Linked DNA regions of Gossypium hirsutum: region 1 is linked to region 2. A link is a contact called in public Hi-C data. All regions are on one chromosome and are shown on one strand. The core of a region is the stretch at or near the end of the contact, and the rest is flanking DNA. Distances in the headings are between cores, read along the strand shown. Region 1 holds the start of LOC107920988. Region 2 has its middle 6.0 kb from the start of LOC121213572.

Evidence for each region. A called contact is a pair of places that touch in the nucleus more often than the background predicts.
Region 1: a contact with region 2 is called in a Hi-C map of leaf, with 2.2 times the contacts expected there. The contact joins the promoter of LOC107920988 here to the enhancer-like site in region 2. A contact is called at or near these places in 4 of 34 Hi-C or Micro-C datasets (callus and leaf).

Annotation. Positions count from the first base shown.
Region 1 is chrD01:27,645,383-27,650,047 of Gossypium_hirsutum_v2.1, reverse strand. LOC107920988 reads right to left here and starts at 3,006. Exons shown (of 1, transcript XM_016850835.2): 1 at 1,513-3,006. The coding sequence starts at 3,006. The coding sequence ends at 1,513.
Region 2 is chrD01:27,496,159-27,501,170 of Gossypium_hirsutum_v2.1, reverse strand. No RefSeq gene overlaps it. Among protein-coding and RNA genes, the nearest start is that of LOC121213572, 6.0 kb to the right of the region's middle. Within about 2 kb of position 2,365, at least 9 of the 9 cell types and tissues checked have an H3K27ac peak or open chromatin away from gene starts, as enhancers often do. A contact at or near this core is called in leaf, where this site is marked.

The sequences.
Region 1 (4,665 bases), core at 1,757-4,256, 150 kb before region 2:
TATAAGATGAAATTGAATCTAAAATTTCAAATTTTCAAGTAGAAGTAAGTTTGATTCAGTCTAATTGGATTTTTTTTTTTTTGGACTTCAATATTATTATTAAGTTTAAGACCTTGTCTAATACAGAACATAAATTTAAATTTTGAAAGTGTCATTAGAAAAGACAACCACAAACTTTAAAATAAACAATATATATAAAACTTAAGTCCTCATTAACAAAATAATATTATCTTAATTTAAGGTAAATATAAAAAAAATTACATATACTAATTATCACGTTTGTAAATAGAATTATGAAGTACCCAAAAAAAATGAAATTGTGAATTAGATTTTTCATTTTCAACAAACTGTTTTAGCTCATTACCAAAGTAAGTAGAAGATGCAGATTATTTGGTCATGCAACCTGCTACCAAATTCATAATTTAATTATTTTTAGAATCTAACTCCATGAAAAATTGAAAAATAAATAAAAATAAAATTATATCATTTTAATATATATATATATTATTCTTTTCTCTCCTGTCTCATACCAACCGGACATTTTTGTTTAATATCATTTCTTCACTCTAAACCCTACTTTCTTTTTACTACAAAATTTATTTATATTTCAAAATTTATAAAATAAATATAACTTATATGGTGTATAAAAATGGATTGATGGTTATTTAATTAGAGATAAATACTAAAGTCTCGGTGAAATCAAAATTTTTTAGGGATCAAAATATAATTTCACTAAATAACTTATATCTTTATAGTTTTTAAAAAATTAAATTAAATTTTTATCATTTTTAGAAGTCAAAATATAATTTTATCTTTATTAATTTAAAATTTTAAAAGACCTAAATAAAAAAAATTTATTTTAGGGGGTCAAGGCCTTGTCAATCCCCCTAACCAAAGCTATAATAAATTTCTATGTAATGTGCAATGTTATATATAAAATTTAATTTTATACATTAAATTTTAATTTTATTAAAATTCACAAATCAGTAGCAATCTTATGGAATAAGCACGATTTTATATTAATATATTTCATATACGAATAATACATTAATCAAATATGAAAATAAATGTTTGCATTCAATTATTTAAATGTGTACAACTGAATTAAAATTGAAGTTTTATGTATACATATTAACTATAATTCAAGTTTCAAGTGTATAATTGCACAAATTTAAAATTAATGTACATTTGATATTTGTCTCATTTAATTATTTTACAAATCTACAACAATTATTCTACTTCATAATCGGATTAGTGTTTAAAAATAGAGAAAATTAGACTCAAGTGATTCGGTCGATAACTCGCTTTGTAACCACTAAACAAATAATTATACATTGATTAATTAGAGAAACAAAAGAAGAGAAACAGAAAACTTGTTTATTTGTTCTTTGGCTAAGAAATCCCTATAATCTAAAAAGATTTATACATCAAAATCAAAATTTTACTATAAAAAATAACAAAATTATAATTCCTTTTTTATTTTCTAAACACTAATTAAATTTTTTTCCTTTACTAACAATCCCTATAAACATAAGAATTTGTTTCACATAAACATATTAGCTTCATAATTATGGAACTAAGATCATGACTGCTATTACCGCGTTGGATTATTGAATATTCTGCAGTTGAGTTGGAGCTCGAACTCATGAGTGAACTCGCTTCCTGAATTGACTCCGTCGATGTGATCAAATCCACATTCTTCAGTAAATACCCGTTCCCGACGAGTTGACTCAAGATTTCTGACTCCGATATCGAGTTCTTCTTCTTCTTATGCTGCATTGTAGCTCTGACGATCTCCGTCAACATTGCATTGGCTAGTCTCCGAATCCCTCTAGCTCCACCCATCAGAATCGCTGAGTTGACTTGCAAATGGGACTGAGTTTTATCCGAGTTCCTCTTGCTGTGCTTCCCACCGGTGCTGCTTTCCTTTGTTAACAAATAAACCGATTCGGGACTCCGATTCCTGACACGGCCGAGTGGGTCACTCAGTAACATCATACTTTTAACATCCACTAACGTTATATGCTTAAAATTTCGCCTGATTCTCCCTAATAACATCGGATAACAAGCCCATCTTCTAAAACTCATCGGAACGTGATCTAAAAACCCAGCCAGCGAGTTCTCTGGATCCAACTCGTTCACATCGAATCCCACTACCGAGCCGTAAGTCAACCGAGTTGACTCACCTTCAGCTTCAGTTGAATCGCCGGAATTCCCTCGACCCTTCTTTCCCCAAATAGTCTCCCCAACATCTTTTTTCCCAGATTTCCAAAACTGGGCCGACTCGAAACTAAAGACCGAGTCACGAGAACCCTTGTTATTGGAAGCTTTATAGTGTTGAATAAGATTGAAGAACGAGTCGTTCTCTTCATGAATAACAAGGTTAAATCTCGAAGACGAAGACCCAAAAAGAAAAACAATGTCGGCTTTCGAAGTAATACCAGACCTATGCAAGACTCGTAAGAAAAGCCTGAGTTCATCTTCGGTCACATCTTCAACAACATGGCTGACAATAAGATCGTGCATGGCTTTCGTCCCACGTCTGTACAAAGTTCCCATCCTTTGTAAAGCAAACGAAGATGGCAAAACCCCAGGGTTTTGCTTAACATTAACTGGTTTGTTATAATCCCACATGGGGAAAAACCATTTCAAAGGAGGAGGAGGAGGAAATTGGGTCTTTTGAGATAAGAACCGACGAGAGTTTTTAATGGTGAGAGAAGGAATAAAAGATGGGGTGGAAATGGAAGGTTCAAAAGTAGAGAGAGTGAAGAGAAGAATCGTGAGGAAAACCAAAACAAGGCAAATGGAAATAGTGGATTGAGCTTTAGAGAAAAGGAGACTGGAAGAAGCTGTTCTTCGAACAAATCTTGTTGACGGTGGCGTCGTGGTGGTGGTGGTTTGGTTATCAACGGAAGAATTAGTGATTTTGTTTTGGTCGCCATGGAAGAACACCAAGAGTAAACCCATGCCTTTGCTTTCTTTGCCGTTGGCTGCTGCAAACCCCATTTTTTTTTTTTTACTTTCTTTGCTTTTTCACATCCTTTGATGGCCCCCTTTGGCTTTTTTTTTTTTTTTGGCTTCGAGTGGTGGAGAGGATTGTTGTTTTCACAAGGACAATAGGGACGAGCTTATGGATACTGTTATATGGTGGAAATATAATGTGATTTCATTTACTTTATAATTCTATTTAATTATTTAGATAAATATTGTCATACTGAATTCTTTTTATTGTTTAATCACAATATCTAAAGTATATTGATTATAATAAAAATTAATTTAGGTACTAATCTAGTTGTATTAATTATCTTCAAAATTATCTCAAGATAATGAAGGAAATAAAATATCTTTCTTTATCAACAATGATTTATATTAACTTTTTATTAATTTTATTCACTAATAATGTGTAAATATATTTTATATTATTATGGCACAATTGCAGTTGTAAAATGATTTATTTGGCCTTTCAATTTTATAAAAGACGTCATTTTAGCTTTCTATTTAAATTTTTATTTTTTTTTAACTTCTAAACTTATATTGTTTGTCAAATCATCCCATAATAGATAAAAAAATTTAACGTCTATTAACTTTATTGTGGATTTTCCATATGGATGTCATTGCAGTAATTAATTAATTTTTTAAAATTTAAAAAATTAAAAAAAATTTATAAAGAATATTTCTAAAAAAAATTTAAAGTGTTTAAAAGCATAAAATATTATTTTTATTTTTTATTTTAAAAAATTAATTAATTGCTAATGGGCATACACATGGACTACCACATGAATGTCACGTTAGCAAAACTAACAAACGCTAATTTTTTCATCTATTTTGAGATGATTTGACAAACAATGCATGTTTAAGGGCTAAAAGAGGTGAAAATTTCGATGGATAACTAAAATAATTTTTTTGCAAATTTGGAGGGCAAAATTAATCAATGCCAAAAATTTATGTAAAAAGCTTATGAGACATTGGTTGAACTTTCAAGACATTGGTGTCATAGGTTGAGGTTGGAATTATTTTTATGTTTTTCCTTTAGTCAATGTCCGGTTAACTCATTACACCTATTGAGTCAGTGACCTAATAATAGTATAGATATATACATAATATTAATAATCAAATATGTGATCGAGTTTTGTGCAACAAATCTTGTTCTGGTTTTGATTTTGGTTTTGTCATAATTGTCGAAAATACCCTCAACATTTATGAGTTTTTGGGTTTGAGCCCTTAATCATTTTTTTATTGACACCCTAAACGTTACGATTTTTTCAGAAATCAACTCAATTTTAACAGTAAACATGAGTTGATCGCCAATCAAACTGCAAGTAAACAAAATAACCTATGTGGCATGCCACATAAGCACGATATCATAGATGACGTCATTTATAAAAAAGAATTGTTATGAGTGCAGCAAAACCAATGAAAACTAACAACGAAACTAAAAAAGAAAAAGAAAAAGAAAAACATTCTTTTACTATCCTACTGGTATAAACAAAAATACAAATTTTCTTCTAAATAAAATAGATCATCAAATAAATCATAAATACCAATGAAAACTAACAGCGAAACCCAAAAAATTCCAATGAATCTGACTTCTTCTCCAACCTTTCTTCCACTACGGACTTCTCCAGTTTCTGCTTTTTGGAAACGTCTTTGGTTTCTTTGTTTTCT
Region 2 (5,012 bases), core at 1,116-3,615:
ATTATTTCTTTTATTTTTTAATTATTTTTATTTATATATATTTGTTGTTTTTATTTTTTTAAACAAATATTTTATATGTACGTATATTTATTTTTTAATATTGTAATTATTATTTAATATTTATATATATATACTTTTTATGTATCCATTTATCTTCCTATATATATGTAAATTTTCTATAATGTAATTATTATTATCATTATTTTTTATATGTACATATGTATATATATTTTTAACAAATGTTTTGTTTATATCCATATGGATATTTATTCTTTTTTTTAAAAAGGGGTTCAAATATATATATTTTTAAATACCTATTTTATAATCTATATATATTTATCTATTTTTCTTTATATTCATAAATATTATGTATTGCATATATATATACGTTCCATAACCCAAAAATTTATTTGTAAATCATATATATATTTTAATCTTCATAATTTCTATGTTCATATTATATATATTCTTTTCTTCATTTATTTGGTTGGCTTTCCTCCTTTCGTTATATAATTGAGTTTACATTTAATATTTTGCATGTCATGGATTATTGTTATCGATTTTGTTTATTCATTTATTCATATTATTTCTATGTCATTGTAATATTTATTATTGCATTGTATATTTAATGTAGCATCATATCATTTTTCACTTGATTTCAAAATTTTCAAAATTGAGATAATGCTTGTATTTAGGATTTTCAAGGAAATTGAGCCCTAACGTATTGGGTTCCGATTTTCTTCGTTAAATCTAACAATCGAGCATTTCTCTTTAATCAAAAAAATAAGAACTCATTATTAGGAATTCAACACGTTGTGTCCTAACATATTGGATGTGACGCATTGATTTCTCGAAATGAAGATTTTTTCTAAAAAATAATAAAGGAAATATTCCGAGTTTGGGATTTTGGAGGAATTGTGCCCTAACGTATTGGGCCGCGATTTCTTAAATCTTGAATAAATGAATATTCTTTTAAATTTTTATTACACAAGTATTCTGGCCTAATTCATTTTGAGGAAATTAGAATGTCGTGCCCTAACGCATTCGGTGTGGCATTTTCTTTCTCTGAAATGATAAGGGTCTTAATACGTAACGTTTAAGAGTTTTTGCTAAGGATTATATTTTTCAAATTTTCGACATTAAGACATTAATTAATTAACTAGGTACCAATTTTTGGGCGTTACGAGGGTGCTAATCCTTCCTCGAACGTAACTGACTCCCGGATCCATTTTTCTAAAACTTGTAGATCAAAGCCATTTTTTTAGGTGATCCAATCACACCTTAATAAAAGATTTGTGGCGACTCCCAATTTTTATTTTTTAAAGTCAACAACCTAAATTTGTTATTTTTCAAAAAAATGGTTTTGACATCATTGATAATTAATTAAATTACTAAAAATACCTCCTCTTATTTTCATACACCTTCCTGAACCTTTGAAATCGTGGCCATACCCTTACAGATTTTCGTTAATAGTCCTTGTTGGAACTGTTGGAACTGACTTTGCAACAAGTCAACAATATTATAAACAGATTCGATCAAAGAAACTTTGGGATAGGAAGCCTTGAAGGGGCTTCCCCTATCCTTAATAGTTATATTCAACCTTCGACCATAATTATTATTATTTTTATTATCCATTTTTTTACTTCCACTATTTCTTCCCCCACAACCGCGCTAAACCCTCTACTTCTACGCTAAACCCCATTTTTACTGGGCTATTTGTGCTTACCAAAACCCCAGGTCAGACGTTCGCTTTAAACACGACGATCGAGTGCCTACTTGGGTCTAAGATGCCCTCCGTCGAGGCAACCGTGACTTCCTACAGACCAACAAACCCTGAACGAGGAAAAGGTTGTGAACTGCTCCTTGAGGCATCACCATCTTGGGCTCCTTCGAACAGCCCCTCGTCTGTCTATATCCCAAGCATTGTTGGACTACGTGGGTGACCACCAGCGTGCGAAACTTTTTCTTTTCCTGCCTCAGACTTTGACAGATCGACGGTGAGTCGCACTTCCTTCAAATTTTCGCCACCTTGCACCAGGTGAGAAATTTCTAGAACCCTAAGCTTAGCAGGTAGCCCATCCAGGCCTTCTCCAACCTTCTCTCCTTTTCTAAGCCTAACTCCTTCATTTCCCTCTCCCCATGCTCCACTAGGCCCCTTCCCTTCAACAGGCCTGTGAGACCCTAAACCCAAAACTAAAGGATTATCCACAGCAGGCCATTGATGCCTGAAGCCCACATTTGAAACCCCAACTTCCTTTTTGATGACCAATTTAGTAGAGTCCAATTTCAGCTGGCTTGCGCTAGCCCTAGGCCTGCATCCTTCCGTCGACCCATAAGACGCTTGCCCTTTAATTACTATGTTACCTCTGCCCTCCTTCTGTTGTTTTAAGCCCATGAGAGATAGGTTAACTTCCTTTGTTGGGGCCAATACTACTGGCCTATTCCCCTTGTAGCCCGGTTTAGCCTTCAACCCAGAATGATCTTCTTGGTCGCCCTCTCCTACTACTAGGGTTTCTAGTGCATGGTAACGTGAGTTGCTTGGTGTCCCCATAACCTCGTCGTCATTCCCCTTCACTACCTTCAACAATCTCCAACCTTTCCTTTCCACTGATATCCAATGGCCATAGGTGATTGATTTTGCCACCGGTTCATCCATATTTGAGTCTAGTTTTGGTCTTTGCTCACTCTTGCCAATCGCATCCCCTTTCCCCCGATTTCTTTTGGCCATTAACTTCCTTAGGGAAAAGCTCTTTTTTTAGCCGTAATGGCCACACGAGAAGCATATAATGGGTAAATATTCATATTCTACCCGCTGGAGAGCCCCGTTAACCAAAACTTGGGATATTAGATGCTTTTCCAAATTCACATAGACTGTCAACCTTGCAAATCTTTCCCAAACCTCAACATTAGTGTTGAAATCCAACTTAGGGTGAGTTTGAATGGGCGGTGCATTTACTTGCGGTTAGTGTAAAAATAGCGGTGACGGTGAGATTAGATACTGTAGTGATACTGTAGCGTGAGACAAAAAGTAAGCTAAACCCACCCTTAGTGACCTACCCTATCGTACCCCTTATTTCCCATAGGATTCTGCCCTTATACATGTGCCCAAGCAAACCCCAGAGCCGAATCCAAGCCATGACCGTGCTTGGATAATGTTGAGAAGTGCTGAAATCCTCGATCCAGGGTTGGACCGTGAGTTACTTCCCATACACAATCCATGGTCCTTGGGATAGTACTTTCTCAAAGTCCTCCATACTTTGAAATTTTGCCAAGTAGTCGTTTTCCACGTCCATTAAGCGAAACGACCGGGACGGTTTCTAAAGGGAGCACACCTTATTGTAGAGTGCTGAGTATCCAATGCTCCTTCCGAGGAGCTTGATTACCACCGTGCACGCCATGTCTTTGATGAGGAGTTTATTCACCTGTTCAGAAAAGTGAATTGAAAGGATCCCATTAATCGATGATCGTACAATGTCAATTTCTGACAGTTCAAAATCATCTTTGCCATCGACATTGTTCATGGTTTTTGTTCGTACATCGGCCCGAAGTCTAGTACCCAGCGAACGATCTTTCCAAGACAAGGGTTTTCCTGTAGCTAGAATTGGATCCATGATCACGTCTAGAACTCCCTCCGTCGCCCTAATACGAACTTTTTTAGTCGAACGATTAGCTAAATTCCCTTCATCGTAGATTTCATGATCCATCGATAAACCCTGATTTTTTATTGAAGAAATTAAATTTTTAATTCAAGAGCTTGATGACTACAAAGCTCTTTATTTCAAAATAACATGGAAAATTTGTCTTAACTATAATATTAGAAGAAGAAGAAGCAGCAAATAGAAATATGGGTACTAAAAAGTTGTATAAATTATTATTTAGCAAATGGGTAAAAATGATTTACATTTAATATAACTCTGATCTTTTATTGAATTTTTCAATAAATTACTACTTTACTGTTATTCTTAATTTTGTTCATCTTCTATACTTGTCTTTTTTACATTTAAATTATTTCATATTCTTTTTTCTTCATACTAAACTCTTTACATTAAATATTACTTTTAAGTATTGTTGGCTATAAAATGAAGATAAATTTATCCAATCAATCATCTCATGCAAAGCAAACTATGTTAAATTTGTTAACAATATGGTAGGTAATCAATTTTCATTATTAAATAAAAATTTATAAAAACAAATTTGATGTTTAATAAAAAATTATAAAAAAATATTTTGACAAATAAAAGTATATCATCAAATTAGCCTTAAAAATATAAAATTTTGATTTTGAGATTATAACATATTTCTTTTATAAAATATACAATTGTAAGAGATGATGACAAAAAAAAATCTATATTAAGAGATAAATTTGTTATCAAATGTATTATAATCTATAACTTTATTTTTTTTGTTAAAATCATTATAACTATATTTATCTATAAATCCTAATTTAAAAAATTTTAATATATATTAGATTATAATCCAATTAGATAAAGGAAGAAATAAATTTAAGAAAATTTTAAAATATATCTTTGTAACATAAATTAAAATTTAAGTTTCTCTTATCATAATCAAAAACCTTATGAATACATTTATGTATAAATCCTTATTATCTAATCATCTTCCATTATGCATTCTTTTTTATGGTAAATTTTTTATTCTGATACTTGGAGAAAAATCTTAATTTCTTTCTTTTTATTATTACTAATACTTGTTTTTCTTTCAGAATTTTACTTGCAAATTTTATAAATTCAAAGTATCTTTTTTCATTTATTTATTTTTTACTAAATCTCTCAAATAATTTTGAGTTATTTATAGTTAATTGTTGTGTTGGCAAGAATGATGTTTTTTTAGTGAAGTGGATAACATACAGTGCTCACTAATGAGTATACAATGAAAATTGATGCCATTTTTATTTTGATGGATTATAACATTGGTTTTAAAGGTATCTTGTTGTTACTCTCATATAAGTTAGGGTTATTTATTTTCTTGGTCCCTGTATGCTGTCATTGTGAAAT